Linked DNA regions of Anas platyrhynchos: regions 1 and 2 are each linked to region 3. A link is a contact called in public Hi-C data. All regions are on one chromosome and are shown on one strand. The core of a region is the stretch at or near the end of the contact, and the rest is flanking DNA. Distances in the headings are between cores, read along the strand shown. Region 1 overlaps TMEM135 (transmembrane protein 135). Region 2 overlaps TMEM135 (transmembrane protein 135). Region 3 holds the start of FZD4 (frizzled class receptor 4).

Evidence for each region. A called contact is a pair of places that touch in the nucleus more often than the background predicts.
Region 1: a contact with region 3 is called in a Hi-C map of subcutaneous adipose tissue, with 2.1 times the contacts expected there. The contact joins the enhancer-like site here to the promoter of FZD4 in region 3. A contact is called at or near these places in 2 of 8 Hi-C or Micro-C datasets (F5 follicle and subcutaneous adipose tissue).
Region 2: a contact with region 3 is called in a Hi-C map of subcutaneous adipose tissue, with 2.3 times the contacts expected there. The contact joins the enhancer-like site here to the promoter of FZD4 in region 3. A contact is called at or near these places in 4 of 8 Hi-C or Micro-C datasets (F1 follicle, F5 follicle, liver and 1 more).

What each region holds. Positions count from the first base shown.
Region 1 is chr1:199,176,132-199,178,831 of IASCAAS_PekinDuck_T2T, forward strand. TMEM135 (transmembrane protein 135) reads right to left here. Exons shown (of 15, transcript XM_038177087.2): 6 at 2,652-2,698. Among named protein-coding and RNA genes, the nearest start is that of TMEM135, 120 kb to the right of the region's middle. Within about 2 kb of position 1,445, at least 3 of the 8 cell types and tissues checked have an H3K27ac peak or open chromatin away from gene starts, as enhancers often do. A contact at or near this core is called in subcutaneous adipose tissue, where this site is marked.
Region 2 is chr1:199,126,781-199,129,480 of IASCAAS_PekinDuck_T2T, forward strand. It overlaps TMEM135 (transmembrane protein 135), which reads right to left. Exons shown (of 15, transcript XM_038177087.2): 10 at 377-544. Among named protein-coding and RNA genes, the nearest start is that of TMEM135, 170 kb to the right of the region's middle. Within about 2 kb of position 1,346, at least 2 of the 8 cell types and tissues checked have an H3K27ac peak or open chromatin away from gene starts, as enhancers often do. A contact at or near this core is called in subcutaneous adipose tissue, where this site is marked.
Region 3 is chr1:199,312,877-199,315,576 of IASCAAS_PekinDuck_T2T, forward strand. FZD4 (frizzled class receptor 4) reads left to right here and starts at 1,300. Exons shown (of 2, transcript XM_005027767.6): 1 at 1,300-1,642; 2 at 2,487-2,700. The coding sequence starts at 1,373.

The DNA.
Region 1 (2,700 bases), core at 195-2,694, 140 kb before region 3:
TGTGTGATAGAAGAGTTGCATTTCTCACTCTGTTAATTTTCAGAGATGCGCCTGACCACCTGCACCTCTTCCACCTTTCTCTGCCTTTTTTTTTTCACCTGTCCCCATCCATACATTCTACAAGATGCAGTGGTATCTAAAGCACAGAGATGTGATTTTAATTTTTTTCCAGGTGTATCTTTCAAGTTGCATTCAACAAAGCAAGCAAGGTTATTCTCCTCCAAAGAACTTACTGGCCACTGTCTTTTCACAGCTTATTACATTAAATATTTCTCAATAAGACAGCCATTGGTGTGAATCAATAAGTGCAAGAGACTTAGGACACCAAATAATCCCTTCCTTTCCCTAAGCAATATTACCCATGTTTTCCAAAATCTGCTTCTACAGATCTGAAAGGACAAACCATCAGCAGCCTCAACGTCTAATCTTTTCACTGCTTCTTGCTTAGGATTTTCCTCACTATCTAAGTGAATTAATCTCTGTTATGGTTTATTATTGTAAGAATAAATGTTTTGTTCTGCTGTCTCTTGTCCTTTCTATCGCAGCCAGGAGAGCCAACTGTTACTCTCTTACTCTTTTCAGCAGTCTTATAAATACTTCAAGACAGTTATTCCAGCCTTTTTTTTTTTTTCTTTTAATTAAACAACCATAATCCATCCTTCTTAATACATTTTGTTTTCTAAACTCCAGATCATGGTCTTGAAGTTTCTCTGACAGTTCCATATTCTTCTTGGAATGTAATAATCAAAGACATGAAAAGCACTGAGAACTTCTTAAATCTTAAGTAGAACAAAAAGACAACTTTATATACTTGACGAGCACTAATCCTGTTTACATATCCTGTAACAGTGCCTCCCTTTACTGCAGGAATGGGACATTGCTGACTTACTCTCACTGGCAGTTTGCAAACAATTACCATTGGATTCTGTTTCAGGGAACTGCTCCCTTATCATTTGATTCTCCACAGCCACCGTGTGCAAGTATATTACTTTGACCTTATCTTTAGTGAACAGCTTCATATTTTTTCAGATCGTATCTCCACTTTGTAACTATCTGAATTCCAAGTCTCTTCTGCAAAGTAACTGAAGTCCCACCAATAGCTTTATCTACATATCATCTATGAGCCTTTCTACAGAGACAAGCGAGGTCTGTTTTCTTTATGAAAGTACCACATCCTGCAAGAATGTTCTATTCACTATACTGATTAAACTCAGGATAAATAAATAAACTGGTCTGTGCAAATCATTTTTTTGATAATTTTACTTTGATTTATCTATCTTTTTGTTGGTGTTTACAAAAAATATTTTGGTATTTTCTTTTGAGAGGTAACTAATGGACCTATACCTACCCAGCCTCATACTTTAATTCCTCTGTTACAACAACATAGACAAAGGAATTAAATGTTCCTGATGATTGCTCAACAGGATATCCGTCACCCCTGGCACGGAGGGACTAATTTTAGAAGAGAAAGTGGTTTGGAATCCATTCAACAACTGTCAGCATAGCATTGTCAGGTCAGGAAGGAATTCACCAAATATTTCTGGGCTCTGGTCAGTTCTCGTTTAACTTCCGGGTTGTCTGCAAAACACTGGTTCATTATCAAGACATAAACAGGAGACAACCGGTTTCCTTCTGAATCATACAACATTTATACCTTTGACCAGCTTTTCGGAGTTTTGGGTTTGTTTAATCAGCATTTACGCAGACGCGTGTCCAACTTCAGCATTCCCAGGAAACTTTTCAGAGGCTGTTATACAACAACAAGATGACTGCAGATACGCGGGTCTTAATGGGTGGCAGGTGAAAGAAGGAATGCTTTTTAGAAACTTTGGAATTAACAGCTTTCCCTTATCCACAGAGTGGTTTTGGCCAATAGCTGAAAATAATTCGTAAGTAATGGAATTACAAAAGAACAAGCTGCAATTTCTCGAGTTTTGCAATCATCAGGGGATCTTATGGCTTGAAGAATCAGCGATGGCTTCATGCCACAGAAAATTCCAAGGCAAAGGGTTGTAGTCAAAGGTTGCTCTAACAAGCAGCTGTCCAACTACAGATAGAGTACAGTAATTTGGGGGAGTCAGGCATTTAGAAAGGAAACACTGAAAAGATAAATAACACGTATCTTGCAAACTGAGAGAAAAAAAGTTGTAAAATTGGTGTTTATCTGATGATAATGAATAAAGGGATAGAGAGGACAACTTGTGAAAAAAGAATGTGAAAGTTGCACTCACATGCACGTCAAACATTTGGTATTATTTAAGACTATAAAACCTCAGTTGCCTATTCTCCTGCATTTTCACCAGAAGAAAAAATGTCATCTTCCATGCACGTGAGAATGTGTATGAAAAGCAGTATTTCAGCAGCTTTCATCCTAGGCAATCTTAGCTCTCCAGGGTCTTAATTATGAGATGAGAGGAGGCTCCTTAAATAATCAGTATAATCTCCTGAAGATTTGAAGTGTTTAACTTAGTATTTGCCTTTTTAGACCAATTATGTTCACAGCTCTGGGTTTTTAATGCCATGGAAGAACTCTATTCGATTTAGAAGCCTCGAGTCCAGAATACACATAAGTTTTCATATAAATACCAAAAATCAAGTAAGCTTTTGAAACACTTTTCAAAATATTTTTTACAGGCATACGAGCAACATACCTGAAAAAGAACATGAACAGAGCAGCTGTGATGCAGAACAACAGCACCT
Region 2 (2,700 bases), core at 96-2,595, 190 kb before region 3:
AATGTGCAAATGGCTTCTCTTTGGCAACAATGCTGTTACTGCAGTCATCACTTGTGTCTGCATGAAAATGTTTCTGTGTAAAAGAAAGTCCCTTTGAAATATGAATTCACTTTCTCTGAAGTATGCCTATCTCCTGATATTGATGTCATGCTTCAAAATCTATCTGGCTTATTCAGAAATGACAAAAAATAGAAGGAATGGAAGGTCTGTTTGCTGTTTATGGTTTGATTATCACAATGCTACAGAATTTGTCAATGCCATTCTGTAGAAACCTGTGTCAGTAATATGAAGTGGCTAGACTTTTTACCTCATCCTGATGTTCTGAAAAACAACATAAAAAAAGTGGCATTCAACACTCTGTATGTTATAAACTTACTTTGTATATACTGACAAAAGATCCCAGAAAAGCTCCAAGCTGGAAATTTTCCTTGTTGTAGAAGAGTGAAAGTAGCCGGGATGGCTCTGTAAACAGATGCCGGAAGGTGGATGGGATCCGAAGGCAACACTGGATCAGGTAACCAATGCTAAACATCCTAATGAAGCCCTAAAGAAAACAGGAAGAAACCACAAATTCAGAAGAAGGAAAATAAAAAATGTCTACAGAAGTACTTACTGACATTGAGCAGTTTAAAACCCCTTCTGCATATATTATAGAAAATGCATTTCCATCTTCAAACTTTTTTTTCCTGTCCAGATTCCCCAGTAAAACAGCAAAAGCAATAAAATCGTAAACAATTGACTCTCCTTTAGTTTGTATGAATATCTCATAGGCCTCAAAGGACAAACTCTATTTGTCTTTTGCTCCAAAATTCTGTCCTCTGAAAGAATCCTGATGTCTTCCAGGTTACTGACCAGCTTTTAACCACAAATGGGTACAGAGGAAAGTAATGTGGTAGGACAAAAAAAAAAAAAAAAAAGCACTTTTACACTCAAATGTCTGGATAAAGCACTAAAGCAGTAAAAAGTCCACACAAAATAAATTTCAGAAAGTGGGAGAATTAGAAATTGACCCTGATGGCTTGGCACATGCTCATGTACTTTTCCCTCAACCAAACTGGAGGCTTCAGGAAGTGTATAGCAAGATAAAGTACAGACCCAAAGGGGACATTTTGTCCAGAAATATTGAAAAAGGATAATGTGGGTTCAAATGATTGTTTCTTCCTCTTCCCCCTTAGATATGGATCTGCTATTTTTTATCTCATCACAAAACTACACTGGCTGTTTCTTTCCAAATCCTCTTCCCCAGTTTCTTGTAATTTCCTCCAAAGCTTCCTATCATCATTCTTACCCTGTGGCTGAACTTCTCAGAGAATTCTGAATAAAATCTATCCATTGTTTGGATGGATGATACCTCATCTGAAAACTATCCAAATGCTGTGCACTCATTGTTGGCAAATAAGGCAGGACCCAACACTCGTGATTTCTCCAGCCCATTTTTCAGAGCGTACTCAGGGACACTCAGATAATTGTAGAGACAGTGGTAACTGTCAGAGGCCTCAATTGAGCAACCTTTCCAACTCAGAAACTCCAAACATTTTTCCCTCCTGTAGAACTTTCTAATGCATCTTAAAGCTCATAAAACTATTCTGGTTAAACATCCAGTAATAAACTTCTTGAAACAATTACTCTCCCTGACAACACTCATTGAGTGTTTATAGGAATCAAGTGGAAGAAACTATTTTGTGTCATCTGGTGATCATATCATACAATAATAGAATGGTTTGGCTTGGAAGAGACCTTAAAGACCCCCTGGTCCCACCCCCCTGAAGGGGCACTTCCCACCAGACCAGGTTGCTCAAAGCCCCATCCAGCCTGGCCCTGAATACTTCCAAGGATGGGGCATCCACAGCTTCTCTGGGTCCCAGTACCTCACCACCCTCTGAGTGAAACACCTATGATCCAACAGCTATGCATGAAAATTTTCCACTTCTTCTTCTACTACTTTTAAAGGTATGTAAATTGTACTTACTGAACAGCTACTGACCCAGTGTTTTGTGATCGTGTAATGAAAATGCTGACTGAAAGGTATGTATGGTAGGCAGAGTTCTAAGTGCACTGTGTATTTTGTGTAGTTAAAATGTCAAAGTTAAGATGAACATAAATCCGCACCTGAAATGAACACGTAATCTAGCATGAAGTACACAGCCCTCATCTTGAGAAAAAAAAAAAAAAATAAAAGAGATGATCACAGTACCAGGTACCATTATATAAAAAGAAAGTCCTAAAAATACCAGTTATGACCAAAGCCCAATGAGAACAAACAACAATAAGGTACACTTGATTTTTTTCCTGGCTGTAGAAAAGACCATTCAGATGGGATGAGGAACACCACATTAGGACACACTTCAGTTCCAGCTGGCAAAGAATCAAATATATAACCGCCATTTTATTTTTATGAGTTGCAAACTTAGAAGTGCTGAACTGCAGGATTAAGGCTTAGTTTTGATGCACAGCAAGCAGCAGTAAGTAGTGCACAAAGTCTTTCCATTTAGCTCATTAAATCGACCAGGTGAATGCATATCACATATTTATAGGTGCTTTTCAAAGTCACAAAAAGTATTACATTTTAGATCATATAATCAGTGCATGATATTGTTACTTTTATCTTCCAAAAAGACTTCAAATAATAAACAGTAAAGTGTATGTAGGAAACCATAATAAACTTAAGTGAGATAAGTAAACCCTGCTACAAGCTATTTC
Region 3 (2,700 bases), core at 50-2,549:
AGGATTTTGTAAGACTGCAGTCATTGTTTATCAGAACTGGTTATAAACTATCACGGTGATGAGAGCTTTGTAAATACCTGTGCTCATGAAACCTTGGTTAAAACACCTCATGCTAGAAGGAGACCACTCATTGCAGCACGGCCACACACATATGGATGCACGGCTCTTGGCAATGGCCGTGCTCGGGACACCCACATATGTCACACACTGTACACACACACACACAGCCAAGCCAGAGGTCATTTAACCGGGGCTTTACAAACATTTTCAAAGCGCTTTACAAACAATTTCATTAATAGATGACATATTTTTGCTAAAGGCACAACCAGCCCAACCCGATTTTATTACAGGTGTAAACAACGCTGAGTTGAAGTGTGAGCCTCATGTGTCTGCTCTTAATCCCGGGGACACCCTACAGCTCTGCTCAATTTCCCTTCAAAATTCATGAACCATACATCTGTACTTAGGAGAGGTAGACAAACCCTACACCCATATGTGTTTAGGAGAGGTATATAAATCCTACATCCGTATGTGTTTAGGAGAGGTTCACAAACCCTACATCCATACATGCTTAGGAGAGACACACAAACCCTACATCCTTGTGTGTTTAGGAGAGGTGCTCAAACTCTACATCCTTATATATTTAGGAGAGGCACACAAACTCTACATCTGTGTTTAGGAGAGATATACCAACACCACGAAGTGCTTGGAAAGGCACCCTAGGTTTCTCTCTCCCCTTGAAGGTCCACCACCACCCAGGTGTGACCAGATTTACGGGTGGAGGAGGTGTTGGGAGAAAAGGTGGCAGCTTGGAGACCTGCCCTGTGGCCTGGCGAGGGCGAGGAAGGAGAGGAGGGAGAGGAGGCTGATGGCTCAGCCCAGCCTGCCCCTGGGGAGCCAGGCCTGAGCCTGGGCACCTCGGGGTGCCCCTCTCAGGCCCTGCCGCTGCCCTCCACCGGTGTGGGGACATCGGGGACCCATCCCCGGGTCACCGAGCCCGGGGGGAGGCATGGCAGGGCCGCTCGCTGCTCACAGCGGGGTCGCCGCGCATGAAGGAGGGGGAAAACTCCTGAGGCTCCGCAGGGCCGAGGGGCTCCGGGGTGGCTCCGGGGGGGGCTCCGCAGGGCACCCAGCGGGGCTCTCCCCCCGGGCCGGGGCTGTGGCTGTGCCCGCCCCGGGAGGCTGGGAGGAGGCCGGGGCTCGGGGAGGCGCCGTCCCCTCCCCTGGGCAGTTTCTCGGCGCGGCGGTTTAAGAGCAGAGCCGCCCCCGGCCCCTCCCCGTTGGAGCCGGCCCGGGCGGCACGGCGCGGCCGGGGCCGGAGCCGGGGCCGGGGGCAGGTGGGGGGCCGGGGGGGGGGGGGTGGGTCTCGGCCATGGCACGGTGCTGTGGTGGCGGTGGTGGCAGGGGGGCGGCCGGGCGGCTGCTGGCCCTGCTGCTGGCCCTGCAGCTCGGCGGGACGCGGGGCTTCGGCGACGAGGAGGAGCGGCGCTGCGACGCCATCCGCATCGCCATGTGCCAGAACCTGGGCTACAATGTCACCAAGATGCCCAACCTGGTGGGCCACGAGCTGCAGGCGGACGCCGAGCTGCAGCTCACCACCTTCACCCCCCTCATCCAGTACGGCTGCTCCAGCCAGCTCCAGGTGGGTCCCAACCCCTCAAAAAACTCCCAAATCTCTCCCCAAACCCCCTTCTCCAGAACCGGGAGCCGGGCGTTGTGCTGACATTTCCCCCATGTCCCCCGCTGCAAAACCTGGAGGGAGCGGGCTGCAGCACAAGGCAGCGCTGTGTGGGCTTCCTAAGGGGGGAAAAAAAGGGGTCCTGCCGTGCCCAGCCTGCAGGGACACCCCCACGGCAGCAGCCAGCTTGGACCCCGGGTCCCCAAATCCCTGAAGCCCCCCCGGTGTGGCTACAGCCCCCCAAAATCGCCGTGTTTCCAAAGCTGAGCGAGCGGCAGCGTTTTATGGCCGGTGCGAACCCGTCGGTGGCCCGATGGTGAAAGAGAAGCGCGTTCTTCCAGGAGGATCACAAACCCAAGTGATTCAGTAAATGCCTTTCCTTCTGTTTGTTTGCTAGCCGTGATATCCAGGCAGTGCCTTGAACAAAAATATGTATTTGTTTAAACCGCTTTAAAATATACTTTTTTTTTTCTTCTTCTTTCCTAAATTGCACCCTTGAGGTTTACATCTGGCTAAATCCCACTCGCTTTATTGAAAGTGATGGGCTAAATTTGCATGGGGCTAATCTGGGGAGTGAAACGTTCAGGCTTTGGCTTCGGACCACACTTGAACTGAAAGAAGGCAGCATTTTTAGGGTTTTTTCTCCTAAGTTTTTATTGTTCTTGGTTTATTTGTTTTATGCTGCTTCCTGTTTTTTAAGGCAAGGGACCAAAAATTACTGCTAAAAAGGCAAAAAGGAAAACTTGTTATGTTTTGACCTGTTGAATTTTCTCCTAACACGCTTGTGATTTCTGTTTCTCTCTTCCAGTTCTTCCTTTGTTCAGTCTATGTCCCGATGTGCACAGAGAAGATTAACATCCCTATAGGTCCCTGTGGTGGCATGTGCCTCTCTGTCAAAAGAAGATGTGAACCTGTTTTAAAAGAATTTGGATTTGCCTGGCCGGACAGCCTGAACTGCAGCAAATTCCCACCCCAGAACGATCACAATCACATGTGCATGGAGGGCCCGGGAGATGAAGAGG